Regions from separate parts of the Mus musculus genome. Here all the other regions are linked to region 2. The links are chromatin contacts, called in public HiChIP or PLAC-seq and promoter capture Hi-C maps. All regions are on one chromosome and are shown on one strand. Each heading gives the region's core, a stretch centred on a gene start, on an enhancer-like site or on the middle of the called end of the contact. The rest is flanking DNA. Distances are from core to core; before and after follow the strand shown. Region 1 has its middle 45 kb from the start of Gm39293. Region 2 holds the start of Mre11a (MRE11A homolog A, double strand break repair nuclease). Region 3 holds the start of Panx1 (pannexin 1). Region 4 holds the start of Vstm5 (V-set and transmembrane domain containing 5).

Region 1 (7,316 bases), core at 1,818-4,317, 400 kb before region 2:
GTGAAGAATTGAGATGGAATTTTGATGGGGATTGCACTGAATCTGTAGATTTCTTTTGGCAAGAAAGCAATTTTTACTATATTAATCCTGCTAATCCATGAGCATGGGAGATCTTTCCATTCTCTAAAATCTTCTTTGATATCTTTCTTCAGAGACTTGAAGTTTTTATCATACAGATCTTTCATTTGCTTAGTTAGAGTCACACCAAGGTATTCTATATTATTTGTGGCTATTGTGCAGGGTGTTGTTTCCCTAATTTCTTCCTCAACCTGTTTATTGTTTGTGTAGAGAAATGCCACTGATTTGTTTGAGTTAATTTTATATCCAACTGCTTTGCTGATGTTGTTTATCAGGTTTAGGAGGTAGTATTTTGGCGTCTCTTAAGTATACTATCCTATCATCTGCAAATAGTGATATTTTGACCTCTTCCTTTCCAATTTGTATCTCTTTGATCTCCTTTTGTTGTCTAATTGCTCTGGCTAGAACTTTGAAAACCATATTGAGTAGTAGGGAGAGAGTGGACAGTCTTGCCTAGTCCCTGATTTTAGTGGGATTGCTTCAAGTTTCTCTCCATTTAGTTTGATGTTGGCTATTGGTTTGCTGTATATTGCTTTTATTATGTTTAGGTATGGGCCTTGAATTCCTGATCTTTCCAAGACTTTTATCATGAATGGGTGTTGGATTTTGTCGAATGCTTTCTCAGCATTTAATGATATTATTATGTGTTTTTTCCCCCTTTGAGTTTGTTTATATAGTGGATTAAGTTGATGGATTTCTGTATATTGATCCATCCCTGCATCCCTGGGATGAAGCCTACTTGATCATGATGGATGATCGTTTTAAGGTCAGAACTACAAATTCTTAATTCTTTTTTTTTTTTAAGATTTATTTATTTATTATGTGTAAGTACACTGTAGCCGTCTTCAGACACTCCAGAAGAGGGCACCAGATCTCATTATGGATGGTTGTGAGCCACCATGTGGTTGCTGGGATTTGAACTCAGGATCTTCGGAAGAGCAGTCAGGTGCTCTTACCTGCTGAGCCATCTCATCAGTCCCAAATTCTTAATTCTAACCTTAATCAAATGCTCTGTCAGGCTGTCACATCAATACCCTACTTCTGGTGCCAATTTGTGTTTAGTTAGTGTTTCTATTGCAATGATAAAACACCATGGCTAAAACAAACTTGAGGAGGAGAGGTGTTATTTGACTTATATCTCAGGTCACAGAGAATTGAGAGAAGCCAAGACATGAACTGATGTGTTTACAAAAAGATAAAGAGGTATAAGATACGTTCTATGGAAGTGTGGGGGAAGGGGATGTCTCAGTGGGCACATGCTGAGGTATTCCTTCCCCCTGAGGGACCAGCCACATGATGGTAGAGTACAGAATAGAGGGGAGTTAAGAGGGTAGTAGAGATGGAGAAAGACAGAGAGAGGGAGAGTAGAGAAGTAGAGGCCCACCATGATCATGTGGAGAGAGGAGGGAAGGGAATGAAGAGAGAGGGGGAACAAGAGGGAGCAAGAGAGCAAGAGGCAAGAAGGAGAGAGAGAGAGAGAGAGAGAGGAAGGAGGAGGAGGAGGAAGAGGAGGAGGAGACAAGCAGCCCCTTTTACAGTGGGTCAGGCCTACCTGGGTGTTGCCAGGTAACTGTGTGTGGGGGTAAAGTTTAGACAGAATGCTAATGAAAAGGTCAGGTCAGGAACTTTGGGAGGGTCATGGAACACTTGCCCCTCTGGAATGGAGAGGCTAATTACTCAGACCACAGGAAGGGAATGACCTGCAGGTGGGGCACATTCTGCAGGAGCAGGATGGACCTTGCCCACCTTCAGACAAGGAAAGTCCTTGCCACCTCATTCCCTAAAGACCAATCAGTTTAAAAAGTCACACTGTTCTGCCAGTCACATTGTGGCTAATGGCTGCTGCCCTGGAAGCTTTATAAAAAGCTCACTCAATGAGCTGCATGTGGTCACCACTGCACCGAAGGTGCAGGACGACCCCACACATTGGAACAATAAGTTCCTCTTGCTTTTTGCCTCGATTCTGGCTCAGCATGGTTCACTCAGGGGATCCCCAATAAGCTAAAGCTTGTCAGAGTCTTACACTAACAGGAACTACAAGCAGAAATCTGGATCAGGAACTAAGCAGACTGAAAGTGTGTGGCTATGGTTATTCCTGTAAGTGGATCATTTGATTCTAGAGCACACTTTTCCAAAAGAAAAGTATACACAGATTAACTTACCATATCTGTTCCGGTTTAAACCGGAAGTAAAGCTGAAACACTTGCTGAATGTAACTGGAGATGACAACTGACTGCTGACTGGCTTCCTAGGCCTACTTTCTTTCCCCAGGACTACCTGCCAGGCATGACCCCACCCACAATGGGCTGGGCTCTCACATCAATCACTAAGGCAATGCCACGTAGGCCTGCCTACAGGGTGATGTTTTGGAGACATTTTGTCAATTGTGGTTCCCTCTTCTTAGATAATTCTACCTGTGTCCCTGACAAAAATCCCAACAGGAACTGTGTCTCTGTCTGGCCAGTGCTACATAATCCTCCACAGCTGCTTCTCTCAGCTTCTTTCTCTTCCTCAGTGTGAAGTACAGGTGGTAGGGCTGGACCGCATCTCTGACTTTAAATGTGTTTGAAGGCATGTTCTAATCTGAATACAAAGCATCATCTGCCTTGACTTCTCTGAGGCCCACAGAGGGAGCTCATGTTGTGCCCAGATTGTAAAAACTCCAAAGAGATCACCAGGAGTCACAACCCGCTGTAATCACATGAGGGTCTTTATTCAAGCTCGAGCTTGGGCCACCAACCTTTCTGATGGAACATGAAGGAGAGTGAACCCCCAGGTCTAAGTGAAGGGCGTTTATAAAGGAAAAACAAATCACAAGCAGGGCTTTCAAGCCTTGGCATTCCATGAGAGGCATTCCATGAGAATTAAAGGAATGCTGTCCTTCAAACCTGATAACGTTTGTTCAGACAGCGGGGCAGAAAGAACCGTGCAGCTGGAGAGGGACCTTCCTGACCTGGGAAAAGTCACTCATTGTGTTATCAGAAGCTAGTGTATTTTACAACCTGGTCTCAGCTGTCTGGGAACACTTAGTTGTCTTTTCCCCATAGTCCAAGAGTGGGCTTTTATCCCTTCAAGGATATTGGCTCCTGCTTCTTTCAAGGGCAGGAGCCATCTGCACTGGAGAAATTCTGGTTGCTAATCAGGGGAGGATAGGTTGCCTTTCATTTGTTCCCAAGGTTGGCGTCTTCTGGCGGGGAGGGAGGTCAGGGGGAAAGGGGACAGACTCAAACTGTTCTGGCTCTGCGCAGGGACTGGAGAGTGCAGGATTTGATACACAGAGACTGGGTAGGGGTGAGGTGGGGGTGGGGCAGTTTTCTAGTGTCTCTTTATTGAGATCAGCAGCAACGGCTGCTCAGGATGTGCTGCTGTTGTGTGGGTACCAGAGTGCCCAGGACTAGCCTATCTCTAAATGTTTTCTAGTTTAGACATAGGCTGTAACTTTTGGCTTGGGCAACATGGCAGTTATTTCCTGTGACCACCAGGACATCTAGATCTCGAACTCGAATCACAGCATTATTCTATATAACATACCACTGCTTACAGCGGTGACTTAGGGAGGTGCCTGGCTGAGAGCAGCCACTCTCTTCATTGCTTACTTTTCTATTGCCGATTAAACACTATGACCAGAAGAAACTGAAAGAAGAATGGATTTATTTGGTTTGTGATTCTGGAGAGATAGAGTCCATTATAGAAGTGAAGGGTAACAACAGGCAGGGTAAGGCAAGGCGCAGGAGCCAGGATGCTGTCTGGTCACACTTTCATTCACATACTGGAAGTAGGCAAGGGAGAGGGAGAAGGAGACAGACAGACAGACAGACAGACAAACAGACAGAGAGATACCTACACACACAAAGACACACACACACACACACACACACACACATATAAAACAAAAAGTGGGATAAGGCTGCCTATTGCTAAGGCCCACCTCCAATGATGCAGTCCCTCTGTCAAGGGCCTATAACTCAAAGGTTCCATAATCTCCCCAGATACCACGAACAACTGGGGACCAAGTGTTCAAACACGCAAGCCTGTGGGGGAGATTCCTCATTCAAACCACCACATTCCCTCATGTCAGACTCTCAGTTCCCCTACGTGGTTCTGCTTTTATCTTTGTTTTCTTTTCTTTTTGTGTGTACATTTGCCTTTTTAAAAAGCATTCATCATAGTTCATAAGGAAAGACTCTGAAACCCAAAGGGTGAAATAAGAGCTACGCTTGTTGATCCATTAATGCTTTCAATTAGAGCACCCAAACCCAGATAGACACGCAGTCAAAGGGGCATTCACCCGAAAATCATCCTGGGACAAATTAATAGCTACAATCAGAAGAAAAGTAGCTTTATGTTTGGATGTAAATGGACTGAGTAAGCACCCTGACATTAGGACTCTGCATTCAGCACTGTCATTATGTGTTAGTGTTATATGCTAGAAGATGGGAGGAGAGTAAAAGCCCAGAGTCCTCCTTAGAACTTACAGGCTTCAAGGCTGTCACCCTAGCCCTGGCAACTCCCGACTCCTCTCTACCATTCACAGTGCTACTTCAAGCAGTAGACTTTACCTTCTTCTCTTCTCTTCTCTTCTCTTCTCTTCTCTTCTCTTCTCTTCTCTTCTCTTCTCTTCTCTTCTCTTCTCTTCTCTTCTCTCCTCTCCTCTCCTCTCCTCTCCTCTCCTCTCCTCTCCTCTCCTCTCCTCTCCTCTCCTCTCCTCTCCTCTCCTCTCCTCTCCTCTACTTTCTTTTCCTTTTCTTTTTTTCTTTAGATAATTTGAGGAGTTTCATATCTGGGCATAAAATTATATTTTAAGTTTCTATTCACAATTGCCTGAGCCTACCCCACTCCTGTGTTACTGTTGGAAGTTGTGCTTTGAAGTCCTGTTTCCTTTTCTGCAAATCAAGCTTTCCTCCCTGGGAAGAGGTGATGAGGTATTTACAAAACACTTGTCAAAAACTTGGCATTTGAGGAGGTACACATTCAAAGCTAGCTGCTTCCTTTCCCTCCTTTAGTTGAGTCAAGAATGTGCTCTGAGCCAGGCATGGTGGTGCACACTTTTAATTCCACCACTTGGGAGGCAGTGGTAGGCAGATCTCTCTGAGTTCAAGGCCAGCCTGGTCTACAGAGCAAGTTCCAGGACAGCCAGGGCTACACAGAAAAACCTTGTCTCAAACAACAAACAACAAACAAAACCAAACCCTCTGTATCTGTAGTTGTGGACCCAGAAAAGAGCAGTGTGTTGACCATGGGCTCCTGCCATGACATCAGGCAGCAAACAGCGTCTTGAGAACCTGGTACCAGAAGGCCTGAAGTTTAGTCCTGGATCTGCCACTGGGTAGCCATGTGGCTTAATGCAGTTCACCTCATCAGTTTTCTCATGTTCACAAAAGCCAGGGCATCAGTGTTCCAGAGGGAGGCTGGTCTTTGCTTGCTGCTCCTCTGACTATCACACACAAGGGTCCTGTTTCTTCCATACCCTGGCTGGTTCAGATTGTGGCTGTGAGCTCCCAGGCTGGATAAAATTACTTATTTTAAAATTGTGTGTGTGTGTGTGTGTGTGTGTGTGTGTGTGAGAGAGAGAGAGAGAGAGAGAGAGAGGATGACTTTGAACCCCTGATCCTCCTTTCCTGTACCTTCCAAGCACCTGGGATTAGAGGTGTGTGTCACCACATCTGGCTCAGCATCTGTTCTTTTTTTTAAACAAAACAAAACAAAGATGTATATTTTATTTTTATGAATATGAGTTTTATGAATTGCTTGCATGCATGTAAGAGCACCACATGCATGCCTGGTACCTTTTGAGGCCAGAAGGGGTCGTGGTATTTCCTGGACCTGGAGTTACAGAGTTGTGAGCTTCTGTGCAGTGTTGAGATCAGGACCCAGGTTCTCTGCAAGAACATCCAGTGAGCTGCTTTGGGAGATGCACACAGTTTAGGGACAGAAGGAGGAAGAGGACACATACCTACTAGACATATTAGCTGAATCATCTCTGGCAAACATGGTGGTCTGTGTCACAGCCAGATCTCTTTTACATCTTTGTCACCCATTCTTTGTATGCGATTAGTCAGAGCTCCACTGAGGTTGAGTTCCAGTAAATGACTTTATCTCTGAGTCTTCATGGCCTCAAGCACTTGCTTCATGGGTAAGTGGTGAGCTTGGATATCTGTTTCCTGAAGTTCCTCATGGGTGTTTGATGCTCAGTAGTAGCTCTGTGACTGATGCTGTCATTATCACTAGAACATGAGGAAACGAAGCCTTCACGGTAATTTTCTCTGAGGTCATATGGTTATCATATGCCAACGATTCACATTCAGTCTTTCTGCCCTACTACAAACTCATGAGGCATAACGAGAGGGCAGAGAAATTTCAGGCTCTCATGATGAGCAGTCGACTTTGAAGGATGGTGGGGCTGACACTTCAGCTCTGAGGATGGAGGCCAGAGACCCTGTTCCAGTCTCACTCTGTCTCTCTGAACTGACTCATGAGGTGACTATCCTGCAGCCCTTGGAAGTTATCAAGGAACAAGGCCACCTTGCGGCCTCATAGATGGTTTTTTTGAAGGGCATGCCCAGCTAGCTCCTTAAGGGCTGGATATAAGAAATCATCAAGAACAGCAAAGTAATTAAGTCCTCAGACCCTGCTGCAAAGAGGCAATGTTGTGAGGCTGGGTTGGGAGAGAGAGATGGAGCAGTTCGCTGTCAGTGTTGGCTTTCCCATCACTGATCGGGAAGGGATTGAATCTAATGGGTGCTAACAAAGGAGCTTTGAAAATTTTGAGATGAGAAGATGCGAATGTTTCAAGTAGCTTTTTGGGTTCCCTCTGATCTGTGGCTGCAGTCAGGGAGGGAGGGTAGTGTCAGTCATACCCGCTGCTGGTGCTGTATTCCAGGTTGTATCCTTATTACCTAGTGTGATCTTCCCTGTGCAGAACCGGTGCTCTAAACATGTGTTTTCATTGACATAGGCATGGGTGGGTCTGATGCTGTTTTCGCTTCTTGGCTCCAGTCTTCCTTATTATAGTCACCTCTTCTGTTTATGTATGTGTGTGTACCACCATGCATGCCAGGTGCTTGTAGAGGCCAGAAAAAGGTGTCAGATCCCTGGGACTGGAGTTATGAATAGTTGTGAGCCACCAAATGGGTGCTGAGAATCAAACCTGGTTCCTGTACAAGAGCAACGAGTGCTCTAAATTACAAAGCCTTCTCTGCCGTTACTATATTGCTGCAGACATATTAATTCTCCACATT
Region 2 (7,180 bases), core at 3,717-6,216:
CCTACAGCTTCCTATATCCTTTTCAAGGTGCAAGTTACAGTTTGAATCCACTGGGAAAGACCAAAGACTTGAGCTTCATTTAGATTAAAATGAAATTAATTTCTTATTGCTTCCAGAAGGATAACAACCTTAGAATGAAACTGAGAACATGTCAAGCCTTAGAGGGCTAGAAGAAGGATATTTAAAGGTGGCCATTACAATCATCTTGCTTCAGTGGAATCTGCGGCTGTGTGGGAAACCTGCTTTACTCCTTGTAGCTGTCTCTCACTCCCATGACACACAGAGAACAGTGCTTTGTCCCCTCCCCACAGAGGTAAGTGCTTTACAGTAGGCAGGCAGAGCCAGCAGTTAGCTGGAACGTCAGGTTTGTGCCACCAACAGCCAGCACCCACTCTTTCATTCTATCTCATAGCAGCAACATCACTCTGGGGAGAATGCAGGCTACTAGAAGCCAGTGGGAGTTTTAGGGCAAAGATCATCAGCTATTAGTGGGTTCTTGATACAGAACTAAGTTTTCTTAGGCATCACACAAGAATACATGTCTAAACAACAGATTTTACTATCCACAGGGGAACACAGATAATCACTAAAAAAACAAATTATATACCAATTTAATATGAGGTCGGGAGAAGAAAAGCAGTGTAATGTCACTGAGTGCTTAGAGGTATGAGGGGGGAAAAAATCTCTTCAAAAAGGTAAACTTGGCTGTGCACGGTGACAGGTGCTTATAACCCAGTATTTAAGAGGCAGAGGATCAGAATTTCAAGGTTGTCTTTAGTCACATATAAGTTTGAAGACAGCATGAGATACGGAATCACCTCAATAACCCCCGATCCCACCCCTTAAAAAATAAACTGAAACGAGAAGTCACCCTGCCCAAAGTCAGGTGGTAAATCAGAAAGGTTGACCTGCAAGGTCCCAGACAAGAACCCACCAGGGACCAGGCAGGGCAACAAATGATCCTGAGCCCTGGAAGGAAACGGGTAATATTGTAAAGGATCCAGAGCCCAGGCAGGATCAAGGGCAAGGTATAGCCTTGTATATGCATTTGAATCTAGATTCAAAGGAAGGCTGCTGAGGAGAGTCTGAGCATGATGACAGGATCTGAAGAAAAGCAGTGTAATGTCACAGAGTGCTTATAGGTACAGGGGAAAATAGCTCTTCAAAAAGGTAACTACACAGCTGTTCAGTGTCAACAGTTGGCTTTGGCTGTGACGCTGAATACACAGAAGGCAAAGTATGAAGCAGAAAGGCCAACAGGGAGCCACTAGACTGCAGGACAAGTGAAGCAGAGGCTCTATGGGTACTGGTATGAGCCTGAGCAAGACAGTGAGGGCTAGAGATGCAGAGGGCACTAGGGGTCTCGCACATAAACTGAAGGGAAACTGCTGGGAAGGCAGGGCGTCTATGTCTATTCTCCTGCTCTCTCCTGGGCTCTGCAGACACTCACCCACCTGCTGGGACAGTCCCCAGTGCAATCTCCAACTCTATTCTAGTTAAGTTAGAGTTCAACACCTTCCCGGACAGATTCTCCTTCAGTTAGATGTTTTAAACCAATGCCACCATCAGGTACCCAGGCTCAACACATCTGACTTTCGTTCAAATCCTAAAAATTAACACACGTACACTTTCTACTTGTTACACCTCTCATATTCATTCTTTTCCACACCCAGAACTGCAGATTTTAAAAGCATTAAAATAGTCTCCAACTCCTGCTACAGTACCAGGCTGCTAGACTTTCTTCTGCACTGAGCACAGACTGAGTCTAATGACTGCAGCTCTACACACCAAAACTTTCAGTGCTAGCCCTCTGGCTTTTTTTTTTTTTTTTTTTTTTTAATGTAGTTCAAGCTAGCCTGGAAGTCAGTATGGCAATTGAGGATGACCTTAAACGCCCAGCTTCTACCTCCTTGGTGTTGGGATTACAGGTGTACCACTGCACTCAAGTGTCATGTACTGCTATGGAGCAATCCCAGGGCCTTGTACCTGGCACGCAAGCAGTCTACCAACAGTGCTACATTCTCAGCCCTCTTTGAGCACACAAATGGCCCACGGGCAAGCCAAACCAGTCCCTACCATCCTCGAGTGTTGTCTTATCCCTGTGCCTTCAATTCTGCTTCACACTGACCATACATTCTCTGTGCCACCTATCAGTAAAGGCTGCTTCTCTTTCAACACACGTGTTAAATGTCACCTCCTTGACTGGTTTCATATAAACACCAATCTCCTCTACCTCCAAAGTCCCAGGAAATTGTGCGGGCTTACCACAAATGACCTTGTACTTGACTGCTTGGGAACTGCTGTCTCACATTCTGGATATATGTTCTTTGAAAACTAACTGCCATCTTTTTATTTCAGGTAGAAGTTGTAACAGGTTTGTACATCATTAAACACCCTGTGTTTCTAATTTTGAAAGTTACTTGTCACAACAGTTTCTGCTCCAATTGTGAACACAAAGAACTCAAAATTTTAACCAGGCTTTTAGTATATTGGTATTTAGCCAAGAAATGCCGAATGCATGAGGTTATATAATTAACTCTAACTTAATGGAAAAGAGCCTGTTACCAAGGAAGTACATTAGAGCATGCACAAATATACCCCAAACTCACTTCATTTTCCAGGGCAAGTCTTAAGATTTCATCAAATGTCACAAATGTATCATTTCCTCTAACTGCATCTTTCTCCATAAATCCAAGATGAATATCAGTGGCAACCAGGATTTTAAATGTGTCTTCATCGTCACTGTATAAAGAAGAGAACACAATTCAATGCAATCCATTAAAAAGATATTCAAACAAGCAGAAGATAAGCAATAACAAAACTGTAACGCAAAATCCTGTTTATAGCCTCAGCATGAAAGTCTGCAGTACTCAACAGATCGTTAGCATCACAGCTTTCTAATCACAAGTTCAACACAGAGCCACTGTGAGTGACACTGGAAGTGTTCCGTCTGCTCTGAAATTTATAAGCTTCATATAACCAGCTTTATGTAGTCAGGTCTGTTCCCTAGATAGCTCCACAAAAATCCAAAAGGCTTTGTTTGCTCTCTTGTTAAGTATCTGACTGTACACTTTTCCAGGAAAGTTATTTAATAGTCTTCCTCTGAGTGTAAGAATAGATTTTATACTAATATACTAGTTGCTTACATTCCAATCCCTGATGGCGTCTGCCTGACTCTGCTGTTTACATAGTTTTCAACAATAAATGTGGCCAAATAACAGAACAGAATTCTTTAAACCCAAACAAAGGTACTTTCAGGTAAATCAGCAGCTTAAGAATTATTAACACCCATTTATACTTAGCATTAAGTTTAGTTCTTTATATCTCAGTCCCTGCAGAGAAAGAGGCAAGCATGGTCACTATCTCTAAAAAATAAGGCCAGACACAGAGATAGTAACTCGTTCATCACACAACCAGTTGCAGAAACAAGACTAAGGCAGTAAAAGTTAGGCTATTTTCACTCGTATAGTTAGTTCACTTTTGTATATAACTCCACAGATCAGAAACATCCACAATTGTATGCACGAAGCCCTGGGTAACCCACAAACTTCTCAGCTCCCACAGCTGTACCCTTCCACTCTCATTCAGACCTCAAAATTAACTGGAAAGGAGTATTATTAGTCTAGTTATGCAAATGAAAATAAAACCAGGCAAGCCAGAGAACTGCTGATCTTCCTAACATTAAACAGCTAATTTTGACCAAGAACTTGAAACCAGAGTGGAAGACACCACTCGTGTTCAAGGATTTTCTTCTGCCACCTGACTTCTATAGTCCTTTTATTTCTTTCCATTTTGTTCAAATTCACTTCAACTAGGGTAACTTACTCTAAAGGACTATTTATAGACTCGAGACTAAGACAAAGCCAGAGAGCATGAGCCTCCCTGCATGGCCATGTAATTACTGCAACACATTCATCTATTGCTCCACCTCATTATTTATTTATTTATTGCTAATAAGCATAAGTATGTGCTTTTAATTATGCATGACAGACGTTTTGGGGGATACTCTATCCATTATTAAATTCTGTTGCTGTTTATATTAAAATATCACTTTTCTCGTAAGGTCATCACAATTAATATGTCAGGCTTACAGTGGATCTGTGGGGCTCATTTTTATAGTAGAGTTCCTCTGTACCAGGTTCCTCTCCAAGTGTTCAGGTATGTCAGAAAAACCACTCGAATCCAAACTCTAAAAATAAATACCAAAATGCACATATTATAAAGGTTGCACATATTTCACTAACATGAGCTCAGTTGCAGGGTAGACTTTTTGAACAAGCGCTAGTGATTTTGAGAAAGTCCTATGTACGTCTTCAACACTTACTATAATTGTTTCATGACCTAAGAACAGAAAGCCACATCCTGAAGTGAAGTCCTAATTGCACTATCACTACTATTTCTCTACTATCTTCTTCATGAGATTGGTGTGTAGTAAACCCCTGGACAGGAAAAATGAAACGTAACTTTCTACGTGCATAATTTAAGCTGCTCCGCGCAGGACTTTGAATCAGAGGCCACCCCATACTCTTAACACTAACATGGGTTTTATGGGGCAGCCCACATTTAAAGACAGAATAAATAACCAACACATGGTCTAAGTGGAACACCTCGCATCCCCAGCTCGGCGAAGGCGGCGCTGCCACTACAGGAGACCTCCCACCCGCGGGACTCCGAGGCGGACTCCGAGGCGGAACGCAGAGCCCGCATCCCTCCATGCCCACCCGGCCCGTCTTCCCTAACGGCCCCACGCACTCGGGGCTTCCGTTCGCCCCGGACCCGCACGCTACAAGACCGTAGCAAAGCCTAAGTTACCCAACATGGACTTGTCAGAGTCGACCAGGGAGGCCACAAGCCATCTCTACCTCAGGAAAAGGGGGCGGGAGTCTCCAGAACCACAAGAAAACCGCTCCCAGAAACCTGAATTAGGCGCGGGAGAGCGGCATCCGTACTTCTCGCGAGATCCATTGATGACGTGACATCACAGAATGTCTAGATTCTCATTGGCTACAGAATGGCTCCGTCACCTCACAGGAGCCAATCCTGAGCAGCGAAGGGGCGAACCCGGAAAGGAAGTTCTCGGTGAGGTTCTCTCTGTGAAAGGTGAGGCGCGTGTCCGGAGCGGTGGGGCGGGCGGCTGTGGGCGGCCGGCCACCTCGCAGGTAGCATCGTGGCAGAGTCTTCGCTTTGCGATTCGGAAGGCCTCGCCTGCTAGACCAAAGACCTTTCTTCCCTGCTTCCCCTGACGATCGCCCCAGAAGCCTCGGTTTTGTGTTTTCAGAGAACCTTGAAGAAAGTGCAGTAGAAATGATTTGGAGCCTTGAGTTAGAGCAGACCCCCTCAGGACCTCAGAAGGGCCCGTGTACCGCAGCGACAGTGATCTGTCAGTACCCGAGCGCAGGCCTCTGAAATGGGGGGCTCCACCCAATGAGATGAGAACTGGAACAGTTGCTATCTCTCTCAAAATGGAGGGTTCCCTTTAAATTAGGAAATGCATCCTATTCCTCCATAATAGTATGCATCGAGCTTTATACCCAGAGTCGAGATACATTTGGGTTTGATTTTTTAATTAAGCATACCAAGACAATAAGTTAAGAATTAATATGAAGGAGTTTTCAGGTGTGGGAAGGGGGGCTGCGATCTGTGCCATATTTTGGTTAGTGACATCTGTTAAGCGCTTAATGAATTGGTGTATAGTAGCTTTTTAAAAAATGAGTTTGAAGTGAAAGGAAATATTGAAAATGTTAAGAAAATAGTTCTGATAGTTCTTTTAAAAAAGAAAAAAGAAAAACACAATGCTGCCAAAACCTTAACAAATCCCTTAATGGAGTTTATAGGCCCTAAGAAGTCATTGGTCATGATTCTGATACTCTTGTCACTAGTGATGAAGCTTAATTGGACAATGGAATATTAAACTTGAAATTAAGTAGAACAAATCTATGAGGAGTGTGTATAACTAAGTTCCTCTTAGAGGCCATTCAGAGCAAGATTAAATGATAGGTCTTAAGTTTAATGATACAAATAGTTCTTAATGCAGGTTACATACAAATGGCATAATAATCTGTGTTAAAGATGGCCTATCCTTAAAAGCTTAATAGCAAAACAATATAAGACATAGCACCTGAAATAATAAACATTAGATTCTAATTGGGTCAACAGAAAGAAGTGGTAACACTAACAATAGCAACAAAAAACTGCCAAATTCAACAAATATGGTTAAAAGATTGATGGTTTTCAAAGTAACTTCTCATTTTCTTTAAGGCTTATGTGCTAGGTAACTCTTGAAGTTGATGTCAGTGTATAAATTAATATGGCAGTTTATCAGAAGACTAATCTTTTAGGACTGGGTGAACTATGGTCCTCCTGTGTACTCACTGTCAGGACTCCATCAGTTTTAACATACCTAAATTAATAGATTAAAATTAAGATAGTTGTAGCCATTTACTTAGTAGAAGAAAGCATTTCTAAAAGGTAAAGACTATAAATGATCATAGATAGCAGAAATCTCTGAAATCTTATATTTAGTAAACTTAATGGATATGAGAAAACACCAAAGCCTTATGACATAGAATTTATCTGGCTTGTTTGTAAGGTTGTATCCGTGCTGTTAATAATATCTAGTTACTGCTGTGCTAACAACTGTTGTGTTTGTGTTTTCAGGTTAGAAAGAATCAAACAATGCAGACATAATTCATCTCCTTAAAGATTGCGCCCTAGTACTTGAAATGCTTTTTATTTAAAAGAGTAGTAAAAATGGAAAAAGAAAAAAAGGATGATGAAAAACCAGACCTGGAAAACTCTGTGGACTTTTCTGAACAGTTTAACCAGCTTGAATTGTTGAAAACTCATGGACACCTGATTCCCACTGGTACTCAGAGTCTCTGGGTAGGCAATTCTGATGAAGATGAAGAGCAAGAGGAAAAAAACGAAGAGTGGTACCAATTGCAAGAAAAAAAGATGGAAAAAGATCCAAGCAAATTGCTTCTTTGGGCTGCTGAAAAAAATCGGGTAAAAAAAAGAAACCATTACATAGTTGGAAAAGCATTTGGTTTGGAGCCCAAAGACCTACTCCTAAACATCTTATCTTTACCTTTTGGCACATTCCAACATTTTTGACCCTTTAATTTCTTGTCTTTAAAAATGGTAGCTTAATATTTTTCTCATTTATAGGAGTGCCACATGA
Region 3 (7,344 bases), core at 2,169-4,668, 260 kb before region 2:
GAGACCTTCTGACCCGTACTGCTCGCTGCTGCACCTACAGTGCAGACATCATACAGTGCAGACATCATACAGTGCAGGGCAGTCGCTCAGCAAATAGTACGCCAGCGAGTACTTGAACATTCACACAGCGCAGCCAGTCTGGTGAGCTTGACTATTTTGGCTTTGACTGTTCTCATTGCTAAAGATCTTGAAATCAGATGGCAAGCATGGCAAGCAAGCAAAACCAAGTTTGGGGAGGCTGGCTGTAAGAGCAACCCCCCCCCCCCCATGGATCACTCTGTAGCCAAGAAGGGATCGGGGCAGGGAAGACTTGATGTCCCCAATGCTCCTTATAATTATCAGAAGGCAATGTCATAAAAAAATAAATAAAAACAGAGGACATGAGAAATGTGCCCCCCACCACATGCACAAATATTTCTGTAGTGGTTCATTATTGGAACCAATGCACAATTCTATTGCAAGATGGCACTGAAGAACTTGAATAGAGGAGTGTGGGTATATGAGAACTCTGAATCATTTATTTGCCCACATTTTCTGAAAATCTGAAAACAAACTAAAATCAAATTGAAATCTGGAGTTAGGGAGATGGTTCATTGGCAAAAGGATTGTCATACAAATATGAGGGCCTGTGTGCAGCAATGAAAGGAGCCGGGTATGTCACGTGGCCGTGAGGGCAGCTGGGGAGATAGGGGCAAGGGGGAACCTGCCACTCGCTGGCTAGCTTGTCTTGCTCCCCGAGCTAATGAGCTCCAGCTTCAGAGAGCAAGAGACCTTGTCTCAAAAATGAAATAAAAGAAAAGAAAAGAAAGTAAAATAAAGCCGGGTGTGGTGGCACATGCCTTTAACCCTAGTACTTGGGAGGCAGAGGCAGGCGGATTTCTGAGTTCGAGGCCAGCCTGGTCTACAGAGTAAGTTCCAGGACAGCCAGGGCTACACAGAGAAACCCTGTCTCGAAAAAAAAAGAAAGAAAGAAAGAAAGAAAGAAAGAAAGAAAGAAAGAAAGAGAGAGAAAGTAAAATAAAATAAGCTGGGGAGTGATAGAGGAATATTGCTCACATAGACCTCTGCTTTCCACACAGAGACAAACTTTACACTAAAACCTAGGGTCTATTTTGAAAAATAAAGTAAAACACTTTGGCCATGCTTTCACTTGACGTGTTAGAGTCCTGAGATTATTAATGGGAATGGTGTACAATTCAGGAAATGTTGTTAATAAAATAACACACCCTTATTTGATAGTCTTATGTAGCCCAGGATGCCCAAAATTCAGTGTGTAGCCATAAGTGACCTTGAGCTCTGGGCCTCCTGTCTTTACCTCTCAAGTGCTGGGACTGCCAATGTGTGTCACTACACTCCTCTGGTATTCCGTTGGATTCTAAGAACAATCTGAGGGGACCCTATCGAACCATCCTTATTTGGGTGACAGACCGAGGCTTAAGAAACGAACTTAGGCACTGGGCTCATGGCTTTTACCTTCTGTTTTCCTCCCAGGAATGTTGGCTCAAGCCAGAGATTTTTTTTTTTTTTGTCTGATTTTTTTTGAGTAAGGAAAATGGTTCCCTCAGCTCTCATACCCAGCTCTTGTACCCATTTGTTTCTACCATCGGTCGGAGGCTTTCTTTACTTCTCCTGCACACCTTGGAAGCCTCATTGCTTCAGCTCTCCTTCCACGCCCCTCCACACACTGTTGAAGAGCAAGGGCTTTAAAGCCCAACTCTGTACAGCACTTCCCTCTGCCACTCCCTACAAGTTCAGACTATGCTCCGGCCCCACCTTCCATCATTGACCCCACACCAGTGCCAGGCGTCTCTTCTTCCCAGTTCCCAACAGCTTCTCTTTATTCTCTCTTAAGCTCATCAGTCTTTGACTGATGTTTTAATGAACGAACAAAACTGCCAGGGTGGGGGAAGTTTATAAAACTACTGCGAGACCCAACCGAGAGCCTCAGAAGTCCATGTGTGATCACTGAACAGATACGCAACCCACTATCACCGGCCCGGCCCAGAGTGAGCTGGGTGTTAGAGAACTGGGGGCACCAAGAGAGTGCCTGACTCATCCCAACTAGGGGAGGGGTCATGCGAGGCTTCTCAAAGGGGCCATTTCTCCTCTTGGATGAGTTGATCTTGGCAGAAAGAGAAGAGAAACTGCGTGTGTGACTTACTGGTTCCTAGAAAATACTCAGGACAGTTCTGCCTGCCCCAAACAGACTCGTCCCCTCAGGCTGTGAAACCCAGTGTCACCTCAATCCCATGCCACATGCCTTTCGAGGAACAGACAGGAGTGGGAACTGGGTCACTTAAAAACCACTCAAGGTGAAAGAGATTCACTTAGGACCGTCTGAGTAAAATTAATTAAAGCATGCAAGTACCACTTTTATCTCCCAGCACTCCATAGCCATCTGGAGAAAGATTAGGAGGGTCTGGAGGATGCCTTCCTGTAAGCAGTTAGGGATGGGTGGGTAAATTGGGTGCTGGTTGCTGGCTGTGCAGGTGGGGAACGGTCAAGTCTGCCATATTTAGAAAAGAGAAGCACATCAATTCAGAATTGGTTGGCACAGCTGTCAAGAGTGATGGAAACTCTAAAAATGGAGTACCCGGCTTCTACTTTGGGTGCCAGCACCAACAACAATGGTTTGGGAAAGGTAGAAGACAGTAGTTGAGGTCTGAGAAAGGATTGTGTGAAGCATTGTCAGCACAGGACTGCGAAGGTCTCTGATGGTCTTTAGAGGTCCAGTATGTGGGCCTTGGAGTTACCCTACTCAGACCCCGCTGATGTACACAGCCCAGGGAAGGCGTCTATGCTTGGCACATTCACCTTCCAAGGCCGTTTGCCGTAAATGGTTGGAACATTTCTTGGATGCTTCATTGTCTACTGTAGGTGAGGTATTCAGAAGGAGCTCACCAACACCACATACACAGCAGTTGGCGCCTCAGGAACCATGACTACTGCTTTAGACAGGAAGGTAGAGGAAAGGGCAAAGGGCTGGGCATGCCCTCCCCTTACAGAACTCTGGAAAGATGCAGGCCCTCTCTACAATATACTTTCGGTCATCACCGCAAGATTATCTCGACCTTTTTCTGACACCCGTTGTTTTTGAAGGTTTTTTTTTTTGTTGTTGTTGTTGTTGTTGTTTTGTTTTGAACAGAACCCGGATTGCACCCTGGAGTGTGGCGCTGTGGTTGAAGCGCTTGTCTAGCGTGCAGAGTTGCACAAGACATTGGTTCATCTTCAGCATCAACGCTCTCAATGGTGGACAAGGCTTAGAAAGGGGCTAGCTCGTGCTCCGGGGAGGGAGGCTGTCAGCAGAAAGGAGTGCAAAACCACACACACACGGCTCTAGGGTCTTGTGCAGCCGCGCCCACCTCGCCCGCGTCAGCGCGCTTCCGGAAACTGCTCGCCCCTGGGAACCCGGTTTTCCCCGCGTAGGTTCCGGAAGAGCTCGGTTCTGTAGCCGAGCGCGCAGGGCGGGCGCGGGCAGCTGTAGCGAAGAGCTTTGTTCCCGGCACGTTGTTGCCCCTGCGCGCTCGGAGTGGCCGGAGGGAGTCCTGGTGTCGCGCGCGCCGGGCCCGCGGGGGCTTAGCACGGGAGTGATTGCTACCGCCGGAGCTCCGGGGCTCGTGCACCCTGCGTTGCTTGGGGCGGTCCCAGGCAGCTGCAGCTCCCGTGCGGTCCCTGCGGGGTAGGTGCAGCGACAGCCAAGGCGGTACAATGCTGGGCCCGCCCGGGAGCCCGGGAAGGGAAAGCGGAAGCCGCGCGCCCGGTCGGTGACCGCGCGGATTCGGCGTCTCGCCCCGGCTGCCGGCAGCACCGGCGCCTGCCCTCGGCTGCCCGTCCCGCGGCACCCGGTGCGCCTTGACCATGGCCATCGCCCACTTGGCCACGGAGTATGTGTTCTCGGACTTCTTGCTGAAGGAGCCCACCGAGCCCAAGTTCAAGGGGCTGCGACTGGAGCTGGCGGTGGACAAGATGGTCACATGTATTGCCGTGGGTCTACCTCTGCTGCTCATCTCGCTGGCCTTCGCTCAGGAGATCTCCATCGGTGAGGCCAGGGGCGCAGGGGCAGTCTGGGCTAGGCTGGCATTGTCTGAGGTTGGTTGCTGAGAAATTTCACCGCACGCAGCTGGCATTTCCGCACGCCCCTCCTAATGTAGCGATTCTGAAGCATTATTCGTCCATGTGTAACCTGGGTACCTCTGTTGACTTTCCTAGTATCCTCTTTCCAGTTCCTTTGTCTCCTGCGCCTCATTATTGTGGCTTGGAGTTACATTCAGCCTGTTGCTGCGAGACGTGCCAAAAACTGCTCTCCCTACTCCTCTCTCCAGTAATTGTACAGTCACCTATAATTTCCTGAGTGGGTCCAGGGAGGATGTAAAGACAAGCGTTCCACATACAGGGTGCTGTTTCACTGTCTTGCCTTTAAATGATACTTGAGTTCTGTCTTAGGGTTATGTGTGCTGGGGATTAACTGCCCCTGGAGGCAGGAGACGTCCTCAACCTAAGCCTTGCAATGAATGAAAGATGAAGAAATGACCCAATCCCCTTCATATAAGCTCTCATTTCGCCCTAATAGTTTAGTGCAATTCCAAAGGCTAGCGTTGTGGGCAAGATCATGATGCAGAGTGAGTGGTCCTATTTATCCTAACTTTTATAACCTGAGTGAGGGTGTGAATTGCAGCTAAGTAGCATAGCAGGTGGGGCAGGACCTGGAGGAACACCTGTGTCAGGTGTGGGTAGCCCCAGATGAGACTGTTCAAGATTTTGAGATGAGACTTACATGTTCCCCGAAAGGAAGCTCAAAGCGCTGTGTCAGCCAAGAGTAGAGGGCTTCCTCTGGGAAGCTGAGGGTATATGGGCCTGGGTCAGATTACTACAGAAAGCACATGCTCACTCACCTGGGATTGGGAGGCTGTTGACAGACAGGCTGACAGCAGCATTCAGTGAGTCATAGTGAGGGCACATAGCTTCTGGATGTAGGAGGGGCTTCTGGATGTAGGAGGGGCTTCTGGATGTAGGAGGGGCTTCTGGATGTAGGAGGGGCTTCTGGATGTAGGAGGGGCTTCTGGATGTAGGAGGGGCTTCTGGATGTAGGAGGGGCTTCTGGATGTAGGAGGAGGGGAGAGCTGGACCTGCCCTGGGGCATGCAGGTGAGAGGGCTTCTGCATGGATGAGGGGTGAGCGGAGGAAGGAAGATGGGTCCCCTGAGGGATGAGGGAGGGGCTACAGAAAGCTGCTTGGCACCTAGATTCTAACAGACCTTGGAGAGAAGAGGGTATTCCTGCATGAGCAGGCTGGTGGGACCTGGAATTGAGGTAAGCTTGGTTAGGAAAGGCCTGGCGTGTGTAGTCTGTACCATGTATGGCTGAGTTGGTCAGGGTGGCAGAAAGTTGCTGAAGTAATGGTGCAAAGTTAGTTTTCTATGTTCCTGGTTCTTGGGATGAAAGGAAAACCAGGTCCCAATGATAGTTTCTGCCTTCTAGCTGTGGACTGAACCAGATGCCAGGCATCAAGTCCCCAAGAATAAATGTCCCTGTGCTGAAGAAGCAAGTCTTGGACACCTGGTGCAGGCAGAGGGACGACAGGGAAGAGCTGATCACTGTCTGTAAAGTCCCTTGACTGGATGGGCTTCTGAGGCACCTGATGTGCAGGGCCGGATGGATGTGCTGTGTGGAAGGCATCGTGGGGGGAGGCATGAAAAGTGGGTTCAGCCAGCAAGGGTCTGCTTCTGCTGTGTGCAAGCCTTGCTGTGCTCTCTGGGGGATAGGGAGATTTCTGAGGCATGGCCCTCTCTCTACCTGTGAGACTTTACCATCGAGATAGATACTGTCTGCTCACTGGTGACTTCCTGCTGTCTGTGGCTTCAGGATGAGGCAGCTGTGGGAACTATGAGCACCAGACTGGCTGGCTCTTAGGTGAACTCTCAGGCTCAGGCAGATGCCCCTGTCTTCTGAAGGGCTCAAGAGTTTCAAGGGGAAGATGTGTGTGTGGGATAAAGAAGTCCTGGGAGGTCAGTGTTCATGGTCAGTGATTAATTTTGCGCAGTTTAATTGTGTGACATTGAGGGCAAAATAAACCAAGAGAGAGACAGACAGAGAGAAAGAGATGTAATAACTACAGGGTGCTGGCCAGTTTTATGAAAATTTGACACTGACTAGAGTCATTGAGAAGAGGGAACCTTAACCAAAAAGATGCCCTGGTCACATTAATGATTGGTGTAGGAGGACCCAGGTCACCGGACAGTGCTACCTCTGGCTAGATGGTCCTGGGGTGTATAAGAAAGCAGGTTGAGAAAGCCATGAGAAGCAAGCCAGTAAACAGCACTTCTCCATGGCTTTTGCTTCAGTTCCTGCCTCTAGGTTCCTGCCCTGATTTCTGCCTTGACTTCCCTCAGTGTGGTGAGAGAGCTGTAGGCTGAAATAACCTTTCTCCCTCAACCTGCTTTTGGTCACAGTTTTTATTACAGCAAGACAGTATTTATTAAGTAAGACAACCAGAGATAGTGGAGCCGTTTAAATGAAACGAGCAGTTTGGCCACTACACTGCCAGGGAGGACAGCCCTGGAGTTTGGGTGAGGTAGGACCTGACAGCTCCAAGCATGGCCCTGGGACCCTTCCCTCTCTGCTGTTTGGAATACTCTTGTCACATAGCCTGTCCATGTGATGGTTTCACCTCCTAGGTGCCTAGCCTTTTATTGATCCATCCCTGCTACACAGTACATCAAGGCCACTTTACAAACTTTTTTTTTTTTTTTTTTTTTGAGTCAATGAAAGGTGATCCATTTGGGTACGCTCAGGTATTTCCCGAGCCAGGGGTGCAGCCTGCCAGTGCTTGGCTGCAGAGTGTAGAAACATGCAGGATTTAGAGTCTGCCTTTCAGGTATGACCCAGCAGAACAGTGGGACATGGAATACCCTTAAATAGTATTTTATTAGATGGGCTTTCTGAGTGAAGCCAGGCTATGCATCAAAGACTGCTGTGGGGTGAGGCAGAAGGAGGGGTTCCGCCACTCGCAAGAGCAGTGAGGGGTCAGGGCACAGGTGATCAGGGCACAGGATCGAGCTTTGAAGGAAGATTCCTAGTGTATGAGGCAGGGTGAGTTGGAGTTAGGGGTAGGAGACTTACATGGCTGCCAGAGCTCCAGCAGCCCCGCTGCCTCTGGAGTGGGCGTGGCCATTGGTGTGGAGGTGGGACGGGCCACTCTGTGCTTTGTAGTGTGCATAGGAGGATGGATATAAAATTAGAACTTTTAAATTCAACTAAAACTAGAGCTTGTTCATCACTGCCCTTTCGCGTCGCCTTTCCTCTATTGATGAAGAAGAGCGTCGATGAAAACTTGATTAAAAGCACC
Region 4 (7,056 bases), core at 4,390-6,889, 450 kb before region 2:
AACATATGGGCATTGTTGCTTAGTGACAACATGCATTCTGAGAGAAGTGTGATTGGCAAGTGACTTTTCCATGTGACGGATTTCCTGAGCTGGGAAAGTACCACACGGTCCTGTACAGAACAGGAGACTGACACACAGAAGCACAAAGTCTAGCAGAGCTAAAGAAAAGTCTCCTCATGACTGTGCTAGCGCCGGGAGGCTGCCCATGATTCCTGCAGCTCGAGCTTTCGCTGCCCACCTACTTAGCCTTCAAGGCTTCCTCATTAAAACAATCCTTCCCATTCCAAACTGAGCCCCAATCTCAATGTCCAGTGCTAGTGATGTAACTCACCCTTGGGATTACACTTTGCCCAGCAGGTCCCTCAGAACTTCCAGCTCCTGATGGCCAGTGGCAGTAAGTGTTCAAGAACTTCTGAGACAAGTGAGACCAAAGCAAAATAGAGTCATTTCCTACCCTAAGCCCCATTGGAAAGTCTTTATAAGACTGTGTGGCTCAAACCACACAACAATCGAGACTCTAAGACACAATGGCGGGTGTTCTAAGAATCAAAAGTAGGAGACACCTGAGTACTTCTTGGCTGGTTCTTCCCCTAGGACCAGACTGATGGACAATTGTCCAAGAGAGACTTGCTCTGCCTGGCCACACTTTAGCTGGAGAAACTCAAAGGCAGAACCACACAGTCTCCCTGCCCTTGGCAATGCTGGTTTTACTGGTGTGGGGTAGTGCATAGGCACCTGCCTTTCTTTTGAAAAATTACTTATTTGCTTTATTGTAGTCTGTGTATGCGTGTCTTGTCTTCATGAATGTATACGCATCCCATGTGCAACCTGGTGCCCATGGAGGCCAGAAGAGGCCATTGGATTTCCTTAGAAGTGGAGTTACAGTAGGTGATTATGAGCCACCACGTGAGTGCTGCCAAATGAACCTCTGGAAAAGCAGTCAGTACTGCTGACCACCATGAGCCAGTCATTCTAGTTCCCCAAAAGGTTTGTTTGTTTGTTTGTTTGTGCACCTGTCTTCATAAGCAACTTGCAGAGGAAGCACTGAGTCCCGTTCCTCACTGTCCTGGCCCTGTGAACTCAGGGCTTACAAGGTTGGGGCTGGCACTGAGCCTTGGAGACTTCTCTCTGCCATCTGGGGATTCTTCACAGAAGGGCTTCTCTGGGTCAGCAAGGGGCAGGCTTTAGCTACCCCCTGTGACAGAAAGACCAGCATGGATTCTCAACTGGATAGACATGTGGACAAGACATGCTCTGTGCCTGTTGCTCCCTGTCTGATCCCGTTTTTCATTTCTGTGTTCCCTGACTGATATCTAGCAGGCTAGGGAATCAGTAAAGAGAAAATCATTTTGATGCTTTAAACTTAACAATTGTCTCTCTTCCTACTCCGCTTTAGCTATCTATGTGAATACGACGTAATGATGCACAGGTGCATACCATGTAATGATGGACCACACACATGATTATGACTCATGAGAGCATATCCTCTGGTGACATAAGAGACACCTTGGTTCCTGTGAGCACCCTGTAAGATGTTCTCATCACACTGAGATCAGCTGATAATGCAAGTCTCAGGATGTATCCCCATCTTAATAGCATGACTAGACTTTCCCTCGAGGAAAACCCAGGTCCAGGTTATCTGAGGTCCTTGATGAGGGAGGTCTCTCCTGTTGGCCTTTGGGCTGTCACTGTCGTGCTATCCCAACATAACAGAGAGAAAGTAGATTTTCATTTTTTTCTGTTTGTGGGCATATATTCAATTTATATCTTCCATTTCTGGTCTCCTAAACTCATATTCATTCTACATAAAAACCACATATATTTTATCTCAGTAGCCTTGAAAATATGAACCCATTTTGGAAACAACTCTAAAGTTAACTTTGAAGTCTTAGTTAAAAGTTCTCTAAGGCAGATGTGGGTGAGATGCCAGGGATAAGTCATCCTGAAGCCAGGCTCTTTTTGGCTATGCACTGGGAACTACGGAAGTGACATGTCCCAAAATACAGTGATGTGACCACCTGGACAGGGAGATTATCATTTCATTGGAAAGAAACTGAAGGGAGGCCAGGGGCGATGATGGCTTCCAAGCTCAGTAAGACACACTGCTAAGACTAGATTCTTGGGTTTGATGACTTGCCTTTTGACACACTTAGGTGACCCCTGACATTCTCCAGTTGACCTGTGTCCACTGTCAGAGCAGTTGACACTGAAACTATGTCCTCTTCTCTCTCCTTTGAACCAAGGCAGTCCTGGTTCAAAGCCCTGGTCTCTTAATCAGTCCTGGTTACTTTCCTGTTTGGAAGAACATGTCTACAGTTGCGCAGCCCCATGAGTTAGTCAAGCAGGATAAGAACCCACATTCTTCCTTCACTTTGTCCTGGCCCTGTCAGTTGAGATTGGCAGAGTTTCTGTTGGGGTGGCTGATTAGTGTGTGCATTCACACCCATACTTACTGGGGCTGTTCACCACACCCTTGCCACTCTCTTCCTAATATACCTTTAGTATTATTATTTTACACTACAGGCAGGTTACAGCCAAATCTTTAAGATCTGGCTTGTTTGTTTGTTTGTTTGTTTGTTTTGAGACACGATCTTACTATGTAGTCTTAGTTGGCCTAGAGCTCATAATGGAGACCACGCTGGCCTCCTAAGTGCACCACCATGCCCAGCTCAATTTCTCATTTCCTCTTGGATTTGCTATGAGCAGCCAGGAGTGAGAAAGCCCCTTCTCCAACACTTTGGTTAGAAATCTCCTCAGCTAAATAAGCAGCCGCCCCACTCTCGACTTCTACCTTCCTCAGAACACTGACGCACAAAGGCAGCTCAGCCCGGATCTTCACTACTGCACAGGAATTTCCTCCGCACTGTCCAAGAACACTCCTTATTTCTCTGTAAGACCTCACCTGAACCTCCCTTCCAACCCACGTTTCTAGTATACTGAAAACTTCTCCAGCTCCACCCAGTAACTGGCTCTACAGCGCCATCTACAGCTCTACATGCTCATGACACTAGCTCCGCACTTGGCAGTACAAGTTGTCTAGTGTGGGCTGCAGTTAAGAGTCTATGGACTGGATGACTGAAGTGCGGGGGTTTATTTTCCCCTCTCAGTCTTGGAGGACAGGAAGTGCAAGATCCAACGTATTTAATACAGACCCCCCAATACATCTATAGTCATACTATATTTTAATTTAAAATTATTTTTACATTTACTTATTTACTTGTGTGCATCCTATTTGTGTGTGTGTGCCTGGGTGCATGGACTCTGTGGAGGTCCCTGGATAAACTTACAGGAGCCAGTCCGCTCTCCTCACCTTGTGAGTCCCAGTACCTTTGCCTGCTGAGTGCTCTCACTGGCAAGACATTTATAGTTAAGCGAACACCCTCTTCCTGGCTTATTAAATTGTTCACTGTGTCCCCACCAGCAGAGAAAGAGTTCTGAGTTCTCTTTGATAAGGACACTAGTCTCACCACAGTGGGGACTAACGCCACATCAGAGGTTTCAACCAATGCATCTGGGGGATATATTTAGTCCCTAACACCACCATTGAGAGAGCAAACGCTTCCAAATACAGGAATCTTGTGTTTGGGGACATGTTGTAACACAGGCTTTTTTTTTTTTTTTTTTTTTTTTTTTTTTGAAGGCAGCTTCTTGCTCTCACTTTCTTCCTTCTTTTATATTATTTATGGTTTCTTGTTAACCGTGCTAGGTGCCAAGCACAGGGCCTTGTTCATGCTAGAAAAGAGTTGCCATTGAGTTATACCCCAGCCTTTGGCAGAAGCTGAGGAGGCAGAGGATGCAGGGAGCTGGTGAGGAGAGGAGAGGCCCTCTCCACATTGCTGGGTTGGCCTCCAGCACAGGCCCCCTCCAAGCAGGCTCACACCCACTCGGCATTTGGGAAGAGCTGCTCCTGGTTGGAGAGGGGCAGACTCAGGGCTCATCAGAGCGGACAGTACTGACCTGCCTGGTGACAGCCGGGCAGGAGACAGTCACCAGGTGACACAGACTTTCACCTACTCCTCAGGCTTACATGTCACACTGTCATGGTGGCTCCCATCTAACTGCTAGGACCAGGTAAGTGTGGGTTCCTTTGCAGAGAGTCCTCTGGTTTCCCAAATCTGGGTTCTAAGTGTTCCCAGAAGGCAGCACCTACCTCCTTCAAAGGCCACGTCAAAGGAAAAATTGTTAACCACTGTATCCTACTGTGGCCTGCTTCCTGCAGGGAGAAGTCAGGCTCTGGATATTACCCTCTGAACATCACAGACAGACGGCTGTACCAAGAGCAAGAATGGTGACAAGAAACTTGTACTTGGGAAAACAACGGGAAAGATCACTGTCAAGATTCCTACCTGATGGATTAACAAGGGGCTAAGTCCAGGCCCCCCAGCGGCAGAAGCCACAGCCCAGCCATCTCAGCCCAGTCTTACTGAGTCTTACAAATACAAAGGCTGGTCTCCAAGAAAAGACCTAGAAGCTGTTTGAGCCTTGGCTTCACCGCACGCTAGGTAGGTAGTCACCTTCCCTGAGCAGTGTTGCCTTCCCGTGCCTCAGTTGCAGCACTTGTAGAACACAGAAAAAGAGGCTCTCATTTCATATGGGCTAAATGGTTAGGAAGTTTGTGGATCCCAAGAATCTGTGAACAAAGGCGCTTGATGAAGATCTGCTTTCCCCACCAGCCCTCTTAACTCCAGCCACCCGTCTCTGGCTTCTCTAAACCTCCATGAACTGACCCATAAGATGGTAATGGTAATAATGTTAGTCCTTGAACAAGAAGAGAATTGCACTATAATCTTTCGTGTCTATAGATGATGTTCAATGTGTACCACATTCTGACTCACCATTCTAGTGCTGCCTCACAGGGCACCTTCTCTGGTCTCATGCTCCAGTGAACCCCACGACCTCTTTTCCTGAGCCCCAGGCTACCTGGAAGTCTGCTGCATGTTAAGGGAGATCCATAGGACCCAGGAAACCCAAGGAGGGTCTACCACCAGAGAGTGACAGTGAGCACCCTGGGGTTTGCAGCCTGGTTATTTTCAGAAAGAAAATAAAAATTGCTGCCCAGGAGGCCAGGGCCCGGCAGGGAGCGAGTTATCTCCAGGACGGCTTCCTGCTTTGACAGCAGCAGCCACAGCGGCCCAGAGCACTGAGAGAGCCTTGGCTCGGCCTAGGACTCTCCAGCTGCGCCCCGCCAGCTTAGAGGCGGTGAAATGAGACTAGCCCGCATCACCTTGGCCTCCCGACAGCACCATAGGGGACGTTCCTTCCAGCGATGTTCTTCCCACCCTCCATGTTGCTCCCACCTACGAGGTCTCCCAATCAGGCACTTACTCTGCAGACAGCGGGCAGCAGTCACCCAGAACGCGAGCAGCCCCAGCGGGATGCCTTGGGTCCTCTCCCCGCACCGCAGTGGTCTCATGAGCGAGCCGCGGGCTGTATAGAACCCCGCATGGGCCTCGGGGAGGTGGCCGGTCCAATGCTCGCCCTCAGCAGCGCCCCGCAGCGTAGCGCGCCAGCCTAGCCTCCCAAGCCTTGGCTCTGCTGCTCTGCTTGCAACTCAGCACGTCTCAGCTCCTGCAGCTGCTCCGCCAGAGGCAGATGAGCAGGTTGTACTCTGGTTCAACCAGTTCCCAGGACAGAGGGAAGAAAGGAGGAAGGGAAGAGGGAGGGAGGAGTGAAAGAACGGAGGACTATAAATATGCAAAGATATGGGGTAATGGGAAGGCACGCACTCAGAGGCACTAATGGCAAATAATGAGCAATTTCCTGAGGGTCACACCCACTTTATCAATTCAAGGTTCAGTGCAGGGAGGTGACTGGGGGGAGGGCTAGTGCTAGCTGCTGTTCAAGGGTCCAAAAAGACAATTTGAGGACTTCATGGGCAAGTGGGAGGCTTTTAGGAAAGCCAAGTGACAGCCTGGGGTGTGAGGAGTGAGGGGAAACAGATAGGGTGACTCAGGCTGGCTCTGTGGAGTAGATGCAGTTATGCTCCATCCATCCATCCATCCATCCATCCATCCATCCGTCCGTCCGTCCGTCCGTCCGTCCATCCATCCATCCGTCCGTCCGTCCGTCCATCCGTCCGACTATCCATCCATCCGGCCAGTTACTCAGCCAGCCAGGAAAGGATTCTGAAAGCTGCGTTCTGTCTGGGACCTGGCTCAGGTGGGCGTTCCACCACAGGACAGTGTTGGAATGATGCCTGAGCTACACTTAGAGACACAACCACACTGATTTGCAGAGCCCCTAGAGGTGGCCCTCCTGTAATCTCAGCACTCTGGAATCCTCAGGAGTGACTAGGTACTTTAGGAATCCTAGCAAGGGGTGGGGCCTGCAAACAATGACCAACTGCTATATAGTCTGCTGTTAAATGAAGAACCAGGATGCTGTAAGACTCAAAGCAGCTGGACTCAAAGGGGGATGTGGTGATGTGTAAAGATGTGGAAGTCGGGGAAACTAAAACTGGCCCAAGCTAGTTGTGGCAGTATGGTTTACTTCGTCAGAGCTAGATCTTCTTACTAGGGAATAAGATTCCGAGCAAACAGCAGTGATACTTAAAAGGGAAGTCTACTCGGGAGGGCGGCTCTGGAAAAGATTCTGCTTTCCTGGGGAAAGGATAGAAAGGGCGGTGGCTGCTTGCTGTGTAGCCGTTTCCTTCCAGCTGAGACACTCTTTCCTGAAAGGAGGAGGCAGCTCACAAAGCACAAGCCACTCAAAGGATTCAGGGCACTAGGGCACTTAGAGAACTCTTGGAGTATGCCATTGCCAGGGAGAGGAGACTCTTCCACAGAGCTGCAAGTTGTAGAGGGAGCCCCAGTGATGGGCTGGGCTGGGCTTCTCTGTAATGCAGCCGCTGGAATCACCCATGTTCCTGACCCTTGCTAATGTAACCTTAATACACTCATTGTTCTGAGCTGGAGAGAAGTAGTCTTTCCAGGAAACGCTTCACAGCTCTCCTCCTGCCTCGAAGACATTCCTTCTCCTTAGATCTGGAGCTCTTGACATATTTCGTGAAATTTCAAGTGAGGACAAATCTCGCTAGGTGAGGATGGAGGAACAGAA

Evidence for each region. Promoter capture Hi-C pulls out the DNA fragments that hold promoters and counts their contacts. HiChIP or PLAC-seq counts read pairs in DNA pulled down with a chosen protein or histone mark. Capture Hi-C pulls out chosen DNA fragments and counts their contacts.
Region 1: a contact with region 2 is called in a promoter capture Hi-C map of Sertoli cells, with 4 times the contacts expected there. The contact joins the enhancer-like site here to the promoter of Mre11a in region 2. A contact is called at or near these places in 14 of 39 promoter capture datasets (the 3T3-L1 cell line, 3T3-L1-derived adipocytes, the HPC-7 cell line and 9 more), 7 of 484 Hi-C or Micro-C datasets (the Ba/F3 cell line, adipose-derived mesenchymal stem cells, cerebellum and 3 more), 8 of 115 datasets of contacts at active chromatin or transcription factors (the 230-238 cell line, bone marrow-derived macrophages, embryonic limb bud and 3 more) and 1 of 9 other capture datasets (liver).
Region 3: a promoter capture Hi-C map of adipose tissue shows a contact between it and region 2. The contact joins the promoter of Panx1 here to the promoter of Mre11a in region 2. A contact is called at or near these places in 10 of 39 promoter capture datasets (the C10 cell line, the HPC-7 cell line, HPC-7-derived erythroid cells and 8 more), 3 of 484 Hi-C or Micro-C datasets (B cells, bone marrow-derived macrophages and pre-B cells), 10 of 115 datasets of contacts at active chromatin or transcription factors (the 230-238 cell line, the HPC-7 cell line, the SCID.adh cell line and 7 more) and 4 of 9 other capture datasets (adipose tissue, liver, macrophages and 1 more).
Region 4: an H3K27ac HiChIP or PLAC-seq map of embryonic stem cells shows a contact between it and region 2, with 4 times the contacts expected there. The contact joins the promoter of Vstm5 here to the promoter of Mre11a in region 2. A contact is called at or near these places in 3 of 39 promoter capture datasets (the 3T3-L1 cell line, cranial neural crest and liver), 5 of 115 datasets of contacts at active chromatin or transcription factors (astrocytes, embryonic stem cells and extraembryonic endoderm stem cells) and 1 of 9 other capture datasets (adipose tissue).

The regions. Positions count from the first base shown.
Region 1 is chr9:15,184,547-15,191,862 of GRCm38.p6, reverse strand. No RefSeq gene overlaps it. Among named protein-coding and RNA genes, the nearest start is that of Gm39293, 45 kb to the left of the region's middle. Within about 2 kb of position 3,067, at least 16 of the 459 cell types and tissues checked have an H3K27ac peak or open chromatin away from gene starts, as enhancers often do. A contact at or near this core is called in Sertoli cells, where this site is marked.
Region 2 is chr9:14,782,440-14,789,619 of GRCm38.p6, reverse strand. It overlaps Mre11a (MRE11A homolog A, double strand break repair nuclease), which reads right to left and starts at 4,966. Exons shown (of 20, transcript NM_018736.3): 1 at 4,863-4,966; 2 at 4,092-4,189; 3 at 2,610-2,742. The coding sequence starts at 4,111. Ankrd49 (ankyrin repeat domain 49) reads left to right here and starts at 5,047. Exons shown (of 3, transcript NM_019683.4): 1 at 5,047-5,100; 2 at 6,658-7,005. The coding sequence starts at 6,751.
Region 3 is chr9:15,041,552-15,048,895 of GRCm38.p6, reverse strand. It overlaps Panx1 (pannexin 1), which reads left to right and starts at 3,418. Exons shown (of 5, transcript NM_019482.2): 1 at 3,418-4,039. The coding sequence starts at 3,859.
Region 4 is chr9:15,237,628-15,244,683 of GRCm38.p6, reverse strand. Vstm5 (V-set and transmembrane domain containing 5) reads right to left here and starts at 5,639. Exons shown (of 4, transcript NM_026955.2): 1 at 5,326-5,639. The coding sequence starts at 5,413. Gm51702 (a long non-coding RNA gene) reads left to right here. Exons shown (of 3, transcript XR_003948285.1): 3 at 1-3,601.